Linked DNA regions of Sus scrofa: region 1 is linked to region 2. The links are chromatin contacts, called in public HiChIP or PLAC-seq maps. All regions are on one chromosome and are shown on one strand. Each heading gives the region's core, a stretch centred on a gene start, on an enhancer-like site or on the middle of the called end of the contact. The rest is flanking DNA. Distances are from core to core; before and after follow the strand shown. Region 1 holds the start of CD46 (CD46 molecule, complement regulatory protein). Region 2 holds the start of LOC102160414.

The links. HiChIP or PLAC-seq counts read pairs in DNA pulled down with a chosen protein or histone mark.
Region 1: a contact with region 2 is called in an H3K27ac HiChIP or PLAC-seq map of alveolar macrophages. The contact joins the promoter of CD46 here to the promoter of LOC102160414 in region 2. A contact is called at or near these places in 6 of 47 Hi-C or Micro-C datasets (alveolar macrophages, heart right ventricle, liver and 3 more) and 2 of 2 datasets of contacts at active chromatin or transcription factors (alveolar macrophages and skeletal muscle).

The regions. Positions count from the first base shown.
Region 1 is chr9:135,076,172-135,080,335 of Sscrofa11.1, forward strand. It overlaps CD46 (CD46 molecule, complement regulatory protein), which reads right to left and starts at 2,669. Exons shown (of 12, transcript NM_213888.1): 1 at 2,485-2,669. The coding sequence starts at 2,611. It overlaps LOC110255546 (a long non-coding RNA gene), which reads left to right and starts at 2,823. Exons shown (of 3, transcript XR_002336089.1): 1 at 2,823-3,494.
Region 2 is chr9:134,952,958-134,956,943 of Sscrofa11.1, forward strand. It overlaps LOC102160414, which reads right to left and starts at 2,272. Exons shown (of 2, transcript XM_021063896.1): 1 at 1,475-2,272; 2 at 206-500. The coding sequence starts at 2,055. The coding sequence ends at 227. It overlaps LOC110255544 (a long non-coding RNA gene), which reads left to right and starts at 1,013. Exons shown (of 2, transcript XR_002336086.1): 1 at 1,013-1,190; 2 at 2,237-3,986.

The DNA of each region.
Region 1 (4,164 bases), core at 1,419-3,918, 120 kb after region 2:
AACCTTAAACTTCACCTTGTCTCTCCTCCTCTTCATTCCTAGTTGGACCTTCCATGATACATCCTCTTCATTTTATTTCTCTCTTCTCCTCTATTTTAAATGGCGTTCATCTCTCTCACTTAAAGCCTCTTCTAAACATTATTCTCTTAAAAATTCCTTTTAATTTTTTGTTAGCACTGCTGTTCCATCACTTACACCCCTGCTACCTAGAAATAAACTTTTTAAATGATCCGTCACAAGCAACACTGGAGTTAGGTGAGCCCTGAGGAGTCTACAATCAGGGGAAGAGAGATCCTTTCTGACCCTAGCTGCCCCTGCCTTAGTTTTTCTTTTTTCTTTTCTTTTTTTTTCCCCCACTTTTCAGGGCCGCAACAGGGGCATATGGAAGTTCCCAGGATAGGGGTCAAATTGGAGCTACAGCTGCCAGCCTACGCCACAGCCACAGCAACCCGGGACCTGAGCCCCATCTGCGACCTACACCACAGCTCATAGCAACACCAGATCCCTGACCCACTGAGCGAGGCCAGGGATTGAACCCGTGCCCTCATGGATTCTAGCTGGATCCACTTCTGCTGCACCACAACGGGAACTCCCTGCCTTAGCTTTTCAGGCACCACGCAAAGACCATCCTAAGCATGGCTCTTTAGAGAACCTTCCTCCTGGAAGCAAGGGAAGTTTGTCCTGGGCTCTAAGGCCCAGCTGAACGCCGCCTCGAGTTTTCTAGTACTCGACAGTCATACAAGAGTGTTGACACTGAGGCAGAAACTTGGGCATTTGGACCTAGAGTGTGACAAGAAGCCCATCCAGATCTCTGCGTTCTCGTCAGAACAGAAAACACAGTTTGGGAGGTAACGACCCCCAGGGGTGATGTGAGCTGGGAAGAGCGGGTCAGAGAAGGTCCCTCTGAGGGGGTAACATCCCAGCTGAGTTGGAAGAATAAAAAGGAACCGATTACGCAAGAGGCAGGAGGAGACTATGCCCCAAGGCCTAGGAAAGTGCAAGTGCAGAAGCAAAGGGACCTCAGGAGGCCTGTCTGATAAGCAGCAAGTTCATCCCTTTCACCAGGCACCTGCCAAACGCTGTCAGAGAGTCAGGCTCCTCTCCTCCTGGGCACTTCTCTTGAGTCAGAACATATCCATTGCAATTGCGTTTTGGCTACTCTCTGCCACTCCCAAGAAATCTAGAAAATACCTGATTTCCTAATGTGTGCCTGGCACCAGGAATCTGACAGTGAGCAAAACACAGTCCCACACATATCCATGTCTGTACGCAAATAGTGAAATAAGGATCGTGCAAATAGGAATGACATGTAATTGCTCACCAGGCCCTCCTCAGGGCCAGTACAGGACCTGGTGTTTAGAAGGCAAGTATTAGTTGAATGAATGCTGCTAAGGGAAATGCAGCATACAAACTGTACGTGTAACAGATCCTAAAATAACTTAGGCGTGAAAACACACGTGCATATGAGGACAGGAGAAAATCTACCAAAGCACTAAAAATGGTTTCCCTTTTTGTAGTTTTATACAATAAGCACATCTTTTTAGAACACATGTATTTCAAAGCCCTTTCCATGAAACACGAAACAAACTGAGTGGTTGGTTTCAGGTTTAGTTTACATACTGTAGGGGAAAACCAGATTAACACCTAACGTTTGTTTCTTAGGATACTCATTGTTCAGGAGCTTTGACCACCCATGTTTCTTAACCTTCTGAAAGAATGAAAGCAAGGCCAAAAAGCCATTCCATAACAGAATTGAATAGTGTCTATTAAATGAGAACGGGAAGACAACTCTGCTGCAAAAAAAAAAAAAAAAGAAATCTAAAAAATAGGAACATCCTGGAAATCAATACCCATGATGTCTTGGATACCAGCTGCCTATTAACTTTAGTTACAAAAAGCACCCTGTGCCCTTCCCAACCCTCTAAATCCCAGGCTCCCAGAGCCTGCTCCCACCTGAGCACTGCAGGCCCACATAAAGCAAGCAGTAAGCTTCCTCCTTCCACACTGGGCTGGGCTGGCCACTTCCTCAAAGCACACTGTCATGCACACCTGGTCGGGCTCCCCCAGCCAAGCCCAGCAGGGCACTGGGCAAATCCTCCCCACGGCACAGCAGAAGCCTAGCTAGCAACACCCCCTGGGCGCTAAGAGCAAGCCTTCATCACTACCACCTGGTTGGCGCTCTCCCGAGGACTTGATCAGTCCCGGAAACACCACGCAAGCTTTTGCCAAGCGGGGCCAACCACAAGCAAGCCCTTCCCGCTGGCCATTAGGGGATCTCCCTCGCTCCCGGGGTCCCCACAGCACGACCAAGGTCACTCTGACCATGCCTTCTACCCCAACTCCGCACGACCCCGGGTGAACCCAGGCCCGCGCCTCCACCCGGAGCCACCCAGCAAAGTCCGTCCCGCCCTCGGAGCCGGTCGGCCTGCCCCGCGAACCCGCTCCAGTTCGCCGCGAGGGCGCACACCCTCTCCAGGCTCCTACCTGAGGGCATGGGAAGCAGGAACACTAGGGCCAACGACACCCAAAGAATCTCAACGAAGCACCTCGAAGAAAAGGGATTCTCGGGACGGCAGGGCAGTGCCTTGCGCAGCGCGCAAAACGCCATCATTTTCGGGAAGATGAGCAGGTAACCCGACACCAGCCTAGCGGAGACCTCTTCGAGTTCCGACAGCAGGAGTAAGAATCCACGGTCTCCGGGAGCCTCCCGCGCGGTCAGGCCAGTGGGCGTGGCCTGGGCCCCGCCCTGGGCGGAAGTGGCTCTAGGGAGTGACTCCAGGGCCCGGCGGAGCCAATGGGCGGGCCGCAAGGCGGGGCCGTGGGGGCGGGGCGGGGCGGGGCTCCGGCCGAGAGAGGGACGCCCTTGCTGCTCCGCGGCGCCCGCTGCCGGGCCTCTCTCCCAGCTGCGGCCCGACGCCCTGGCTCCTCCTTCTGCGGAACTAACCGCTGCGGCTTGCGGGAAAGGGTGGTGCACTCTTCTTCGTAAACAGGCTGTCGCCACCCGACACGGGAAGGTGTAAAGGACACTGGGCGGGTCCTCATGGTCTCTTTCGGGAACGCTGAATTAGAGAATAAAGCGCAGCGACCTGAAAACAGAAACCCTAGAGCCCGGGCAGCGGTTTCGTGGGGCCCGACACCCTTCAGGGCTCTGGTGGGGACTGGGGCACTGCAGACTGCCTGGACACCCGGGCCCTGGCTCAATCTTTGGCACGAGTCAGGCAAAATTTGGGACAATAGTTGGGATTCCCAGGGTTGAGCGTCCGCTACCGAAGTGTCTCGTGGCCTGATAGATTTCAAAATCACGAAAGGTTTGGCCATTGTTCTCCCAACAGCTTAAAGTCACTTAGTCTCGCCTGTACCCCCCGGAGAGGACCCCTGGGAAGGTAAATTATTACATCACACTGGGCCACTAGCATGTTGGGGCTCAACTCTATGGTCTGGCCTTGGAACAACTCAATGTTTTATTGAAAATGAAATACACATGCATGAAAAAGGTAAGGACGAGGGTGCCTTAAGTGCCGTATTTCTGGAAGCAGCGACCGTCGTTAGAGTTGGGACTGTTGGGACTTGGTGAGAGTGAGAACGTTTCCGGCAAACCAATCTCTCAATGAAGGAACATTAGGAATGAGTAAGATTTTTTTGTAGAGTTGTGAGTAAGCCTGTATGATTAGCAAAAGGAAAGAAAAGTAACATGACCAGTATTAAGCAGTAAAAAAAGACATTGACATTTTCTTCCTATTTGTTGTCAAAGAATAAAAATGTCAGCCAATGTTGGGGGGGCGACCAGCAGCCTCCCCAAACTTTTACTTTTTAACTTACCTTTTTTTGTGTTAAAAGTTTTAAATGGACATAACTTTAAACCTCTAGTTCCATTTAGAGTTTATCCCAAAGACATCGTCAGAACTGTGAGCAAGGATGTATAAATTTGGAGAAAATATAAGCCCTTAAGTGTTTAGCAGAAATATAAGGAATTTTCAATAGGTAGCTTTATGGATTGAAATTCTATGCAAACAGTATATAAAAAAATCGATTTGAGAAACCGTATTTGTAAGCAGAAAAAGCAAGTGCCTCTTGCAATTTCTTTTATTAAATGAATAATATATTGATACACTTAAAAAGAGATTCGTTGGATATTAATCAAAATTAATAGTTGAAAGGCTTATG
Region 2 (3,986 bases), core at 1,022-3,521:
TCTTGTAAGGCACCTTGGTAGTTGTAGAGGAGGAAACTGATCTTAAAAGAGTTTATAATCTAGAAGGAGCAATAAGACAACAACCACAAAAATAAGCACAGGTCCACATATATACAGTATTAACAGACATAAATGGCACAAAGAACATGCTCCCAGAAACCCACGACGGCCATGGATGACACCCCTGAAGGGGAAATCAGGGAGGAGGCGGTATTCGAGCCGGCTTTCAAGGAGAAGCAGATATTCCACAGGCAGAAAGGTGGGACTGGGGGAGAAGGGGTGTGCCTGAAGGAAGAAGCCTCATGAGCAAACAGGCAGCCACACAGGCGATCACCAGGCTGGACTGGCTTAGGGTACTGGCAGAGACGGTGTCCTTCAGCTGGGTCCCCGGAGCTTTGAGAAGCAGGAGAATTCTCTGACCACGCGAAGCTATGTTTATGGGTGCACGTGCACTTTTCTGGAGCGAGGGCTCACAGCTCTTTTCCAGTTCTCTAAAGGGTCTGGAGCAGAGGAGAGGTTAAGAACCAGCACTCCCAGGCTCCCGAATTAGAATTTCCAGGTGGGTTAAGGCCTCTGTGTTTTTATTTTTTCTTTTCTTTTCTTTTTTTGTTTTGTTTTTGCACACCTCGGACCTCTAGACAGGCCCAAGGAGGCCTTGACCTGCTAGCCTAACCCGCGCTTCCTTCCCTTGGGCCACGCCGATCCCCCGCCACCACTTTACAGGAGAATCACCACCTTCACCCCAGCTTCCACCGCCCCGAGAGACAAAAGCGGGCAAACGGCCAGAGAAACGGAGCGGGACCTCAGGGACTCAGGCAAAGACTCTGGAATCTCCTTCAGGGATGGGGTGGGTGGGAGCCTTTCCGCTCCAAGGCTCCAAGGCTGGCCGAGGTCCCCAGCCCCACCGCGGACCCGCGGTCAGATTCTGGGAATTTCCAAGCCCGTCGCTAGGGCTGCGGCAGAGCTTCCCGGACGCCGGCGTGCGATGCGCCCCGCGGCCGCTGGGTGGCGCGACGCCGGGCGCCGAGCGTGGGAAGCGCGGGCGCGCGGGCGGGCTGAGCTCACACACCGGGAAGCCGCCGCTGCGGAGCCGAGGCCGCCGCCGCTGCGCATCTCGCGCTCTCCGCTGGGCGCTCGCGGGGGCGGCGAGGCGGTTGTGCGGGCCCCCGGGAGGGAGGCGGACACGCGAGGTAAGCGCGGGGCCCCGGCCGGGCCTGCGGGCGGTCGCCGAGAGCCCCGGGGCAGGGGTGGGCCCCCTGGGGACTGCGCCCTGGGCCCCGCCGCGCTCGGGTCGCGCCCCACCCCTGCTGCGGCGCGGCCTCCCCTGCGGATGCCCTGGCCGCGTGGGTGGGAGCGGATGGCGGCCGCGAGCGGCCCCGGCCGGTCCTCGGGCTCTGGGGCCGGGGCCCGCAGGGCGGGGGAGGCGGATGAGCAGTCCCCGGGGCCCGGCCCGGAGCCCCTGGCCGCTGCTCACCTTCCGTTTCTCGGCTCCGCAGTGGGCGTGGTGCCCCGCTGCTGCAGAGGGGGCGCCCGGAGTTGAGGAAGGCAGTGGGGGAGGGAGAGCGCAGAGACAGGTGGTTGAGGGGGCGCGCGATGGTGCGCGAAGGCTCGTGATATTAATGCGTATTTCTTTCTCCCCCCTTCTTCAGGGGGCGCGGAGGTGCGCGTGGAGGAGGCGGGAAGGCCCCGGGCATAGCTCGGGAGAGGCAGGCGCAGCCAGAGATGCCCCTGGGCACTGCCTGTGTTCAGTACCCCCCCCCCAATTAATAAAGTGGGTGTGGTGATGCGGGTGGAGGAGTTTGATGAAGACCTGCCCCAGAACTGCCCTGAACTGCCCCAGGCTGGCCGCCTGGCCCCTGGCTCCCGCGCTCCAGGAGCCCCAGGCGTTGAGCGCTCTGCAGAGGCTGGGGGCGGCTGTGCCCTCCAGCCGTAGAAGCTCCAGCAGCAGAGGCAGCTCAGAGCTAGGGGCTGGGAGAAGGACGTGAGGGGCGGGGCGGGGGGGGGGTGTCCGGACGGACGTGAAGAGGAGTCTCCAGGCCTACAGATCAAGTTCATAGATCACGGGTCGGCCAGGATGTGGTGGGAGGTGGGGGCTGTGGGGAAATTGGATAATGTCCGTAGGACCCCCTCCTTCCAGCTTTGTTTGCAGCCATAGGCCAAAATTGGGGTTTCGGCATTTGCCAAATGTGCTTAATTTTTTTTTTTTCTTTCCCTTTCGGTTTGTTTTGTTTTTTAGAAGAACGGCAAATGACAGAGCGGAGGGAAGGCTGGCCCAGCCAATCCTGGAGCCGCTGCAGCACTGGTTCCCCAAACAAACACATTCTGGTGCAAGGACAGAGAGGAGGGGGCTGCTGGCCCACACCCCTCCCCTGCCGGTAGCCCCCTGGCCGCTCCCCTGTGGGGAGGGCAGCTGGACAGAGGCTGCCCTGGGCCGGGCTGGTGATGGTGCTGCGGCCCCTCCCTGCTGCCCAGCGTGGGAGGAAGAAGGCAGAGCCAGGCAAGTCTCCCTCTGCGTCCTCTGGGGTGGAAGGAGCAGGTAGAGACAGGGCTGGGGTAGCCAGGGCCGGGTGTTGCTTTGGCATGGGTGGTGAGAGGGCTGCACCTCCAGCCCCTTGGGTCTGGTTCCACTCCCGGCCTGTCCCTGGCACTCAGCAACTGCGTCTATGTGCCTGTTGGTGCCACCATGTTATATAACGCTTATATAATCTCCCAGGGCGAGCGCTGTGTCTCCGTTGTCAGGTCACACAGACACTGTGTCCGTGTGGGAGTCAGGATCTGTGGGAGCCCGGGGGTGGGCCTGCGCCCTCTGCTCCCGGTCCCGGCCATGGAGGGGGAGATGGGCGAGCAGGGGCCCATGGCACACCAGCTGTCTGCGCCTGAGAAAGAAGGGCTGGCTGGGCAGCCGTCCTCTCCTTGACCCCGTATGTCCCCCCTTGCCCGGTGGATCCTCTTGTGGAGCGGATGCCCTTCTGGTGCCCGAGAGGTCAGCTTTTTGTTCTTGGGGCGCCCCTGGCACGCAGATGGGTGTGGTGAGATGACCCCCGGAACGTTGCAGGGGGAAGAGTACGTGGTACCTGGGGTTGCATAAAGAGCGAGAGATGAGCTCTGCCTGTGAGGTTTTGAGCAAGAGCGCCTGGAAGGATGGGCTGGTGGTGGCATTCTAAGAAGCTGGGAGCCGGCCTAGGGGCTAGAGGGTGGCCAGGGAAGGGTGTGCGGGGAAGTGGATCAGACAGCAAAGATAAACATGGTGTTCTTTTACTGTACTCTCCACTGGGCTGTCCCTGGTTACCAGGGCAACAGAAGCAGTGATGAAAATCATGCCTTTCGTTCAGTGGAAAAATCTGGCTCCTCCTCCCGCCTCTTCCTTCTCTAATCGCCTGCAACCTATTGGGAGGGTAGTGGCTCCAGGGATCAGAGACCCCAGTGTGTCTCTCTCAGGGCCCCCCTTCCCCGTTTTTTGTCATCGTCCGCCTTCCTGCATCCCCTCTTTCCCCCAGAGCTCGGTAATTGGCAGTTGCGTAGGAGTTGGACTTCGTGGAGGCGGAAGGGTGCGGACGTCATCGCAGGGCAGGGCGAGCCGAGCGTGGGCAGAGATGTGGATGCGGGAAGCCACGGGCACACGAGGAGGGTCAGGCATTGATCAGCTCGATGGGGCTCGTTCCTGGGGGTGGAAGGGGTGGGGGAGACAATGGAAAACCTGCAGAGCCTGGCGTCTGGGCCCGTGGTGGTGGGAAGAGGAGGCTCAGGTGTCTGGGGTGGTCATGGCTCCTGCCGCGAGCTAGGATTCATTCATTGCGCACTTTTTTAGGGGTGTCTGCCATGTTAGGTAAGGTTCTGGGAGCTGGGAAGACGCAGGTAAGTAAGCTGGGCCTTGACCTTGAAGAGACTGTGGGAGATGGGAGGAGGACGGGCATGTGGGGAAAGAGCAGCTGGCATTGTGACCAGCCTAGAATCTGGGGCCCCGGGCAGGAGATGGGCCACATTCC